Regions from separate parts of the Callithrix jacchus genome. Here region 1 is linked to region 2. A link is a contact called in public Hi-C data. All regions are on one chromosome and are shown on one strand. Each heading gives the region's core, a stretch centred on a gene start, on an enhancer-like site or on the middle of the called end of the contact. The rest is flanking DNA. Distances are from core to core; before and after follow the strand shown.

The links. A called contact is a pair of places that touch in the nucleus more often than the background predicts.
Region 1: a Hi-C map of skeletal muscle shows a contact between it and region 2, with 9 times the contacts expected there. The contact joins two enhancer-like sites. A contact is called at or near these places in 2 of 3 Hi-C or Micro-C datasets (both in skeletal muscle).

Annotation. Positions count from the first base shown.
Region 1 is chr15:36,236,555-36,240,799 of calJac240_pri, forward strand. The region is part of intron 10 of CACNA1D (calcium voltage-gated channel subunit alpha1 D); the gene reads left to right. Among named protein-coding and RNA genes, the nearest start is that of CHDH, 140 kb to the right of the region's middle. Within about 2 kb of position 2,782, at least 1 of the 16 cell types and tissues checked has an H3K27ac peak or open chromatin away from gene starts, as enhancers often do. A contact at or near this core is called in skeletal muscle, where this site is marked.
Region 2 is chr15:35,840,769-35,845,115 of calJac240_pri, forward strand. The region is part of intron 6 of DCP1A (decapping mRNA 1A); the gene reads right to left. Among named protein-coding and RNA genes, the nearest start is that of DCP1A, 39 kb to the right of the region's middle. Within about 2 kb of position 1,668, at least 3 of the 16 cell types and tissues checked have an H3K27ac peak or open chromatin away from gene starts, as enhancers often do. A contact at or near this core is called in skeletal muscle, where this site is marked.

The DNA.
Region 1 (4,245 bases), core at 1,532-4,031, 400 kb after region 2:
CCAGGGTTCCTGACTCCCCCTAAAGTGCCCTTTCCTTAACACCCTTCTTAGATGGGAAGCCAAACACTCAAAACCTTTATCTAGCATGGGTTAGCTGGCTGGTTGATTTAGGACAGGTTCTTGAAGACAGGTGTTTTGTGTAATAACGGTGGAAAGGGCACTTCCTCTCCACTGTTGCGATCCTGAGCTGGATTCCTAGCAGGAGGAGGACTGGGTCAGGCGGGTGTCCATTGCGTGAGGCCGCCTGGCTGGTGGGGTTGGCCACGCTGGACCCTGGTTTGGCTGCTGTTGCTGCCCTCTGCTGCTTCATAATGAAATTGCCTGTGTTCAATCTGAAGGGGTCACAGTGGCTGACTTGCTTAAAGAGGATAAGAAGAAAAAGAAGTTTTGCTGTTGTCGCCAACGCAGGGCTAAAGATCATGGTAAATGACTGACACTGAACCTTTTCTTTCCACCTCTCTGATACCTTTTCCTTGCACATAGGCATTGTGTGAAATGCATGTGCCGTGTGGTGTGTTCAGAAGATGCCTATATTTTAATTGCGTGATTTCTTTGCAACTTGGTGATGTTGCTTTCTTCTTGTCTTTTTCCAAAGTATGTGCCCTTACCAAGAAAGCATTGCAGTTTTCTTTTTTGTTTGAACTGTACCTTATAAAGAAGCAGCTGAACCAACTCAAAAAATTTACTTGATTCAGCATGAATATTCTTGGACTGGAAGATAGACTTTTAAAATACTTTTCCCCAAATGATGTTTTTAAATTTAATCTGTTTAGAAATTCCAATAATGTTATTTATTTGTTTCCTCCAGACTACATGTTTCACTTTGCTTCTCTGTCTCCTAGTCTCTGGCTACATAGCCCAGGACTGGGCCAACGCTGGTAGTGGCAGCTTTAAGAATGAAATTAGCTGGATGTGGTGGCTCACACCTGTAATTTCAGCACTTTGGGAGGCCGAGGCGGGAAGATCACTTGGAGCCAGAAGTTTGAGACTAGCCTGGGCAACAAACTGAGACCCTTTCTCTAAAAAAAAAAAGTTGTTAAAAAAAAAAAAAAATCAAGTGTGGTGGTGCATACCTACAGTCCCCAGCTACTCGGGAGGCTGAGGCAGGAGGATTGTATAAGTCCAGGAGTTCGAGGCTACAGTCAGTTATATTGTACCATTCCACTCCAGCCTGGGTAACAGAGTGAGATCTCTGTCTCTTAAAAAATAAAAATAAATAAAGATAGGCTTCAGGGATGCAAAGATTTGGGGTCACTTGCCCTTGAAATTGAGAGTGGGCTCCAGTGGGAAAGTGACATTTCCAGCTATGTCCTACAATCATGCTAAACATGCTCTTCCTCAGAATCCCTGGAGTAGCTGTCAGGCCCATCCCCAGGCAGGCAGTTAGGTGAGCAGCTGGCTCGCTGCCTTGCTCTGCCCAAGTCATGGCAGTGGTTCGACAGCAGCACAGTCAACCTATCTCCACACCAGGATCAGCCCTGGTCACCTGAGAATGGTGGATGTCTGTTGAAGATTCAGACTGCAGGGACGTGAAGTCAGCCACTAAGGGAACAGAGGGAACACACAGTACTGATTTCTTTGAAGTGGCTTCTACCCCCGTGGGAATGCTGAGCTCAGTGGTTATGGGACATAGAAGGGAACAACCCATGGATATCTGAAAGGGGTTATGTTAGAGTCTAGGTCTCATCAGAAGGCCTAAAAGTGAAAAGGGATTAAGAGACAATTAGATATAAGCCCTTGTCATTCAGCATGTTGTGGCCCCCAGAGGAGGTGGAAGAGGAGGCGGAACTTGCCTGAGATTGGACAGTTAGTTAGGGGCAGAGTTGGAGCTGCCTTTTTTAGCTGTAGTGTTCACAGAAGGTTTATGAACAGGAGCCTGGGCTTGATGCAGTGCCTGAAAGTGTTAGCAAGAAGAATGGCCTTCAGCTAAGCAGGAAATAGTGTCATGGACATAAGAAAAAAAAGTCTTTAAAGACTGACGTAGAGATATAGCTCTGGAGGGGTTACCAAAAGGAGATGAATGATTGTCCCCAAAACAGAAAACACCCCACCATAGGTCTCCCTTCCTGAATGCAGGCTTGGGCCTTGTGATTCTCTAAGATTCTCATGACTTCTCCATTGTCTTTCTGAGATCTGCAGGGAGAGGAAGCAGGCTGACATATTTAAGGTACTTTATTTTGAGTGGGAATGGTTTTTTATTGACTGAAATACCTGGGGACTCAGGAAGGACCCCTGACCCTGCTGGTGCCAGGTGGGGCAGGAGCCCTCGGGTGGATGCTGGGCTGCCCCTGTCCCTGGACACGCAGAGATAGTTAATTGTCTGGGCATAATTCTTGCTTGACATGTGGAAACCTTGGTCTGGCCTTGACCCACATTCTCCACGAAGAGCCTGGCTCCTTTACAGCAGTGAGAGGCTGTTACCCTGGGTTGGCCTAATGTGTCACTACTAGCATGTGCATGTGCCTCCAGGGGGTGTGTGGGCTTCTTTTGGATTTGGCAGGCCTGTACATCATGGTACTGCTTATGTTTGTCATGAAAATAAGATGAAAACATGAGATCTGGGTGTCAGGTACCCTGTCCCCTAGGACGGCAGCCACAACTCAGCTGCTTCTCAGTCGTTCAGCCTCAGCCCCTACCCCTTCCTTTCAAAAGAGTGAGAAGCTTTAGGCTGCTTGGAGGTGGAAGGAAATGCTAAAAGAAATGTCTGAATGTGCAAGAAAGCCTGTCGTGTGGAGAACAGAGGGGTAAGACATCTGTGAATGAGGCTGGCAATGGGGCAGGGTCTAGAAGGAGACTGGGGGGCTCTGGGCTCAGGTTGATGTGTGGCAAGCCTTCCCTTTGGGGGGCTGTGACTGGAGGACTAGGGCTCTACTGTAATGCCCTGAGGCCCTTGGGGAGCTACTGCTTCCTGTGCTGCGCCCCATTCGCTGGGACATTCTGCATGCCAGGAATTTGGACTCAGTTCTCCCAGGCAGGACCCTGGCTGGACCCCTGGCTCCCCTCCTGATGGTGGTGGCCAGGGGCTCACAGTACTTCTTGTGCCCTTCCCTCCTTGCAGAGCTGGGGAAGTGGAAGGGAAACCCCCGGTTGCTGGTAGTAAAACCAGTCAGCATGTGGGCGTTTCTGCCTTCCTGCAGTTATAGCAGGTCAGAAGTAAACGGATCTTAGAGATGATACTGTCCTACAGCTCATCTTACAGATGGGGTAACCAAGTGCAGGGAAAAAGAGGCGCTTGTCCCCTTGTCACCTGATGATAAGAACCAGACTTTCCTAGCATTTCTTCCATCGTTTTTGACCTCATCAGCCTCCGTCACTGAAGGTCGGTCTGAGATTTTGCTACACCTGTTAATGGTGAACATAATTTTGAGGCTGCCTGCTTAGACCCACACATAGACTCATTCACTCTGTGTGTGTGTGTGTGTGTGTGTGTGTGTGTGTATGAGATTTGCCTCCAGATTCACAAGCCCGACACATTTGGTTGAGATTAATGTTGTCCTTCAACATGAGAGTAGATGGATACATTTCTATACCTTGGTGAAAATGCTAGTTGTGCTGGCCTGAGAAGCAGCGTATTTCCCTCATTTACTGTGTGTGTGGCATTGCACATGATGGCATCCAGGCCCAGTACAAGATCTTAAAGAGAAGCCCCATGACCCACATCCACAGACAGTGCTCCGAGTAGGGGCCTGGCCCAGTTGCCCATGCTGCAAAGGCCTTGGAAACTTAAGTCTGAGATGTGCAGGGTTGCTGCCTGCCACCATCCCCTCACCCCCAGTGGCACCCAGCGCCACATCTCAATGCACCACACTCTAAGCCTAAGGATCTGCCCTGGAGCACTTCCCAGAGACCCCAATACCTGGAATAGATTGTAAAATGTAGGTCTTGAGCTTCCCCGGATTTTCAGCAGGCAAATTGCAGTGCCAGCATCCCATCACAGGTCACAGGCTTTCCTAATGCTTGGCTTTTCCCAGATTCACTGAAATAGTTTTTACATTTATATTAAAAGTAAACTTCTCTAACAAAGCTCTAACATTGCAGTTTCCTGGCATATGTCGGGGAAGAGGCTTCACAGCTTATCTGTGTGTAGAGGGCCCCCGGCGCTTATTTCTAAGTAGGGGACTGGCACTTGTCGGCGATGTAGGGAGGTCTGAGGGGTCTGCCTGTGCCCCTGAGAAGGCCTCGCCCTTTGTCAGCAATCAAGAGTCCCTGCTGAAGGGGACAAGGCCATCACCTAAATGGGCCAAC
Region 2 (4,347 bases), core at 418-2,917:
TAAGCCTGACAATTTAAAGTTTATATTTATTTTAGTAAGTTGGTTTACTGACACCATTAAAACCATTCAAAGAAAAAATATTCATGCTTTCCTGTACCTTTAAGCAGTACTGCCATAGTCAGTAACCTTTATTTCCTGAGAACTAATGGGGTGTCAGGTCCTGCTCTAACCCAGGCCCACAGGATGCAGCAAGGGAGTAACAACAGTTCTCACAAAGCTTACATTTTAGTGGGAGACATACCAAAGCACTTTGAAAACACAGGCGGCCTCAAATTTTTATTCCTAAAATGAGTGAATTATTTAGTTGTTTAGATCTGTTTATAGTGGAAAAATTAACTCACTGAAACACAGGATTTTCAAGGCCTCAGAAAGTCTGGAAGGCCGCAAATTCCACCACAAATTAGTATAATATTGATAGGACTATGGTATAATCACATTTACAGGAAAACAAACCCAGTGTTGTCTAGGCAAATGTTTGTCTCATCCATTTGATAAAAATTCTTGAATTTATCAGGTGCCAGGCATTGTGCTATGACTGTGATGTGAAAAAAGAAGCCAGGATAACTGGTGATAAGACCCCCGCAGGGCAGAGCTGCAGGGCCCAGCAGGACCGAAGGCGCTGGGAAAAAGGCTGAGCGGGGAGGGATAAGGCCAGCTGGCTGGGAACACAGTCACTGAGACAGCTACACGTCCTTCAGCACAGCTGGGTCAGAGGCTGGGTAGGAGGGTGACAGGGAAAGAGAGAAGCAGTGGGCAGACTGCAGAGTGTCCAAGACACTTTAGAGGATCTGGACTTTATCCATAGGGCAATGGGGACATGATCAGAGAATGAGCCATCAAGCTTTACATTTTAGGATGTGCACCTGGTCGGCCACATAAAGGACAAATTGGAGGGGCGAGACTGAGGAGAGTCTAAGATACTGGCAGAGAAGAGGATGAGAACTAGAGTTGGAATAAAAGGAGTTGGTGGCTGGCCAGGTAAGAGCATGGAGCTGAGAGGACACCTTGCTATCTGGGTATTGGGTGGTGGTGCCACTGCGTGGGCAGGCAGCCCTGGAAAAGCCCCTAGGTTGAGGGAGAAGGGGACGCTCAAGTTAGTTGTGAACATGTCTGGAGGTCTCTGTGGGACATCTAGAACATGGAGGTACTGACTCAGAACACAAAATGGTAATGTTATTTTGTGTTCTTAAAACACAAAAATGGTAATACAAGTCAAGGGAGCAAAGGCATCCCCCTAGGACGCTACAGTGACAGAGCTGAGATGTCCTATTAAATGCCCAGATTCAGGGCCTAGAGCCCACTGCTGCTGCCTGGCTCTGCTCCTTTCCAGCTGTGTGGACTGAGGAGTGCTGTCCACTCTGAGTCTCAGGCCTCTATAAAGTAGGGAGGGCTAGTGGGAGGCTGAAATGTATGGGAGCCAGCACATAGGAAGTGCGTGTTTAATGTCAGCACTCCTAACAACAACATGGAAAGCAAGTTTGCCAAGGCAGGGGCTCTCTTTCTCATGTATTCCCCAATCCTTATCTTTCTTGCTCCTGGACTTGCCTACCTGAGCAATGGCACCGCCACCCAGGACCACAGATCTAATCAGTACATAGCAGACACTCCACAGTGCTCTCTTCCAAAGTTCTTTCGGGGAGTAGGGGGAGATTAGCATAAGGAGAGATGGAGCTTAAGGGGCAGGTGCAAGAGATCTTGTGTCAGGAGGAGATCATGTCAGACAACAAGAAAAAAGAGGGCCAGCAGCAATGAGCATACAGGCAAGTCTGCATGTGAAGGACAAAAGTTAAGGGTGCCATTCTGTCTTCTCTCCTTGGTATGAGGACAGCATCACCTGCTAGGTAAGAGGGACAAGGCAGGTCTGAAAAAACTCAGTCAGTAAAAAGTAACTCTTGTGGAGGAAGAGGCAAGAATCTCCCACAGAGGTTGTAAAAAGTTGTAGCTTCATATCAAACCATTTTGCCTTAGAAAATATTAAATAAAGAGATTCCACTAATGTTAGAATCTCACTTCAAATATGAGGCAGTATGAATATCTGTGGATACAAAAAAATGCTAAAGATCTTATATGGTTCAATTTCTTCATATTTTTACTTCTGAAAAAAAACTATAGAGTTTAGGGTCTGAAATCAAAAATACCTCAGCTGTTAATTGGGAAAACTACATAACCTTTCTTTTTCTTTGTTTTTCTGAGACAGGGTCTCACTCTGTCAGTAAGACTGGAGTGTAGTAGTGTGATCAGAGCTCACTGCAGCCTGGAACTCCCGGACTCAAGCAATCCTTTCACGTAGCTGGGACCACAGGTGCATGCCACTGTACTTGGTTTATTTTTAAATTTTTTTGTAGTGAGCCATTGAGTCCAGCATAATCTTTCTAATCTAGTTCCTTATCTGAAAACTGTGGACACTGTGGCAATGATCTTAGAACACTGTTGTGGAAATTAAATTCTCTGTATCATGTCTGGTGCCCAAAAAGCATTCAATAAATTGAAGTTGGCTTAAACTATAATCACATAAACACCATGTGATCTTTTTGTTTGTTTGTTTTTTTTGAGATGGAGTCTTGCCCTATCGCCCAGGCTGAAATGCAGTGGCACGATCTCAGCTCACTGCAACCTCTGCCTCCCAGGTTCAAGTGATTCTCATGCCTTAGCCTCTCAAGTAGCTGGGATTACAGGTGTGCGCCATTATGGTCAGCTAATTTTTATATTTTTAGTAGAGACGGGGTTTCACCATATTGCCCAGGCTGGTCTCAAACTTCTGACCTCAGGTAATCTGCACATTTTGGCCTCCCAACATACTGGTATTACAGGAGTGAGCCACCGCATCTGGCCCACTATGTGGTCTTAATAGCAAGCATGGAGTACCAAACAAAAGTTCATCAAATGCTTCTGGAATATCATATCCCCATAATGCAAGACAACAACAATATACCTGGTAAGATAACCAAGGCTAGGCTACTATAAAGCTCCTAGTCACTCCCGATGCAAAGAATTATGAAGGACACAGCTGTTTGTTTAAAAATCCTTGGCAACATTCAAACCCACGCAATGAAAGTCAAAATAGACAACAAATTCTGTAATACTCAGCACAATGATGTGCTGTACAGGTCCACAGCCTAGGAGCCATGGGCTATGCCATCGAGCCTAGGTGTTAGTAGGCAATGTCATCTAGGTTTGTGAAAGTACAAGTACACCCTGTAATGTTTGGAGAATGAAATTCCGTAACAACACATTTCTCAGAATGTATTCCCATTGTTAAGTAACATACAACTGTACCTAACTGGTTGAATTTGTCATAGGAGCCTGGGTGAGCAGAACATTCCTCGTCACACAAATCCCCAGAAGCTTCACTGTCTCTGCATTCTTTTCTGTTTCTTTCTTTCTTTCTTTTTTTTTTAAAGATGAGGTTTCACCATGTTGGTCAGTCTGGTCTGGAACTCCTGACTTCGGGTGATCCACCTGCCTCGGCCTCCCAAAGTGCTGGGATTACAGGCGTGAGCCACCAAGCCCGGCTTCTTTTCTATTTCTGATAAGAAAAATTGGTTGCCCTTCTCTAGTAGCTGTGTTTATTTATTCATGAACTAACCGTCTAGCATCCACAGAAAAGGTAAAATGTTATTCTCTCCTCATGCTTGAATATGCTTAAAGTCTGGATTCTGAGCCAGATATAGTGGTTCATGCCTGTAATCCCAGCAGTTTGGGAGGCCGAGGTGAGTGGACCACCTGAAGTCAGGAGTTCGAGACCACCATGATCAACATGGAGAAACCCATCTCTACTAAAAATACAAAATTAGCCAGGCAAGCATGCCTGTAATCCTAGCTACTTGGGAGGCTGACATGGGAGAATCGCTTGAACCTGGGAGGTGGTGGTTGTGGTGAGCCAGAAAACAAAGAAAAAGTCTGGATTCTGAGTTTTTTAATACTTTACATAGTTCACATAGATCAAGTGTTAGTACGACCATTTTAGCTTGGAAAATGGGATTCAGTGAGCAACAGCATGTATGGCGTAGGATAAAATTCTTCTTTTTTTTTTTTAAATTTGAGACGGAGTTTCGCTGTTGTTACCCAGACTGGAGTGCAGTGGCACGATCTCGGCTCACTGCAACCTCTGCCTTCTGGGTTCAAGCAAGTCTCCTGCCTCAACCTCCTGAGTAGCTGGGACTACAGGCACGCACCACCATACCCAGCTAATTTTTGTATTTTTAGTAGAGACGGGGTTTCACCTCGTTGATCAGGATGGTCTCGATCTCTTGACCTCGTGATCCACCGCCTCGGCCTCCCAAAGTGCTGGGATTATAGGCGTGAGCCACCGCGCCAGGCCAGGATAAAATTCTTATATACAGCATC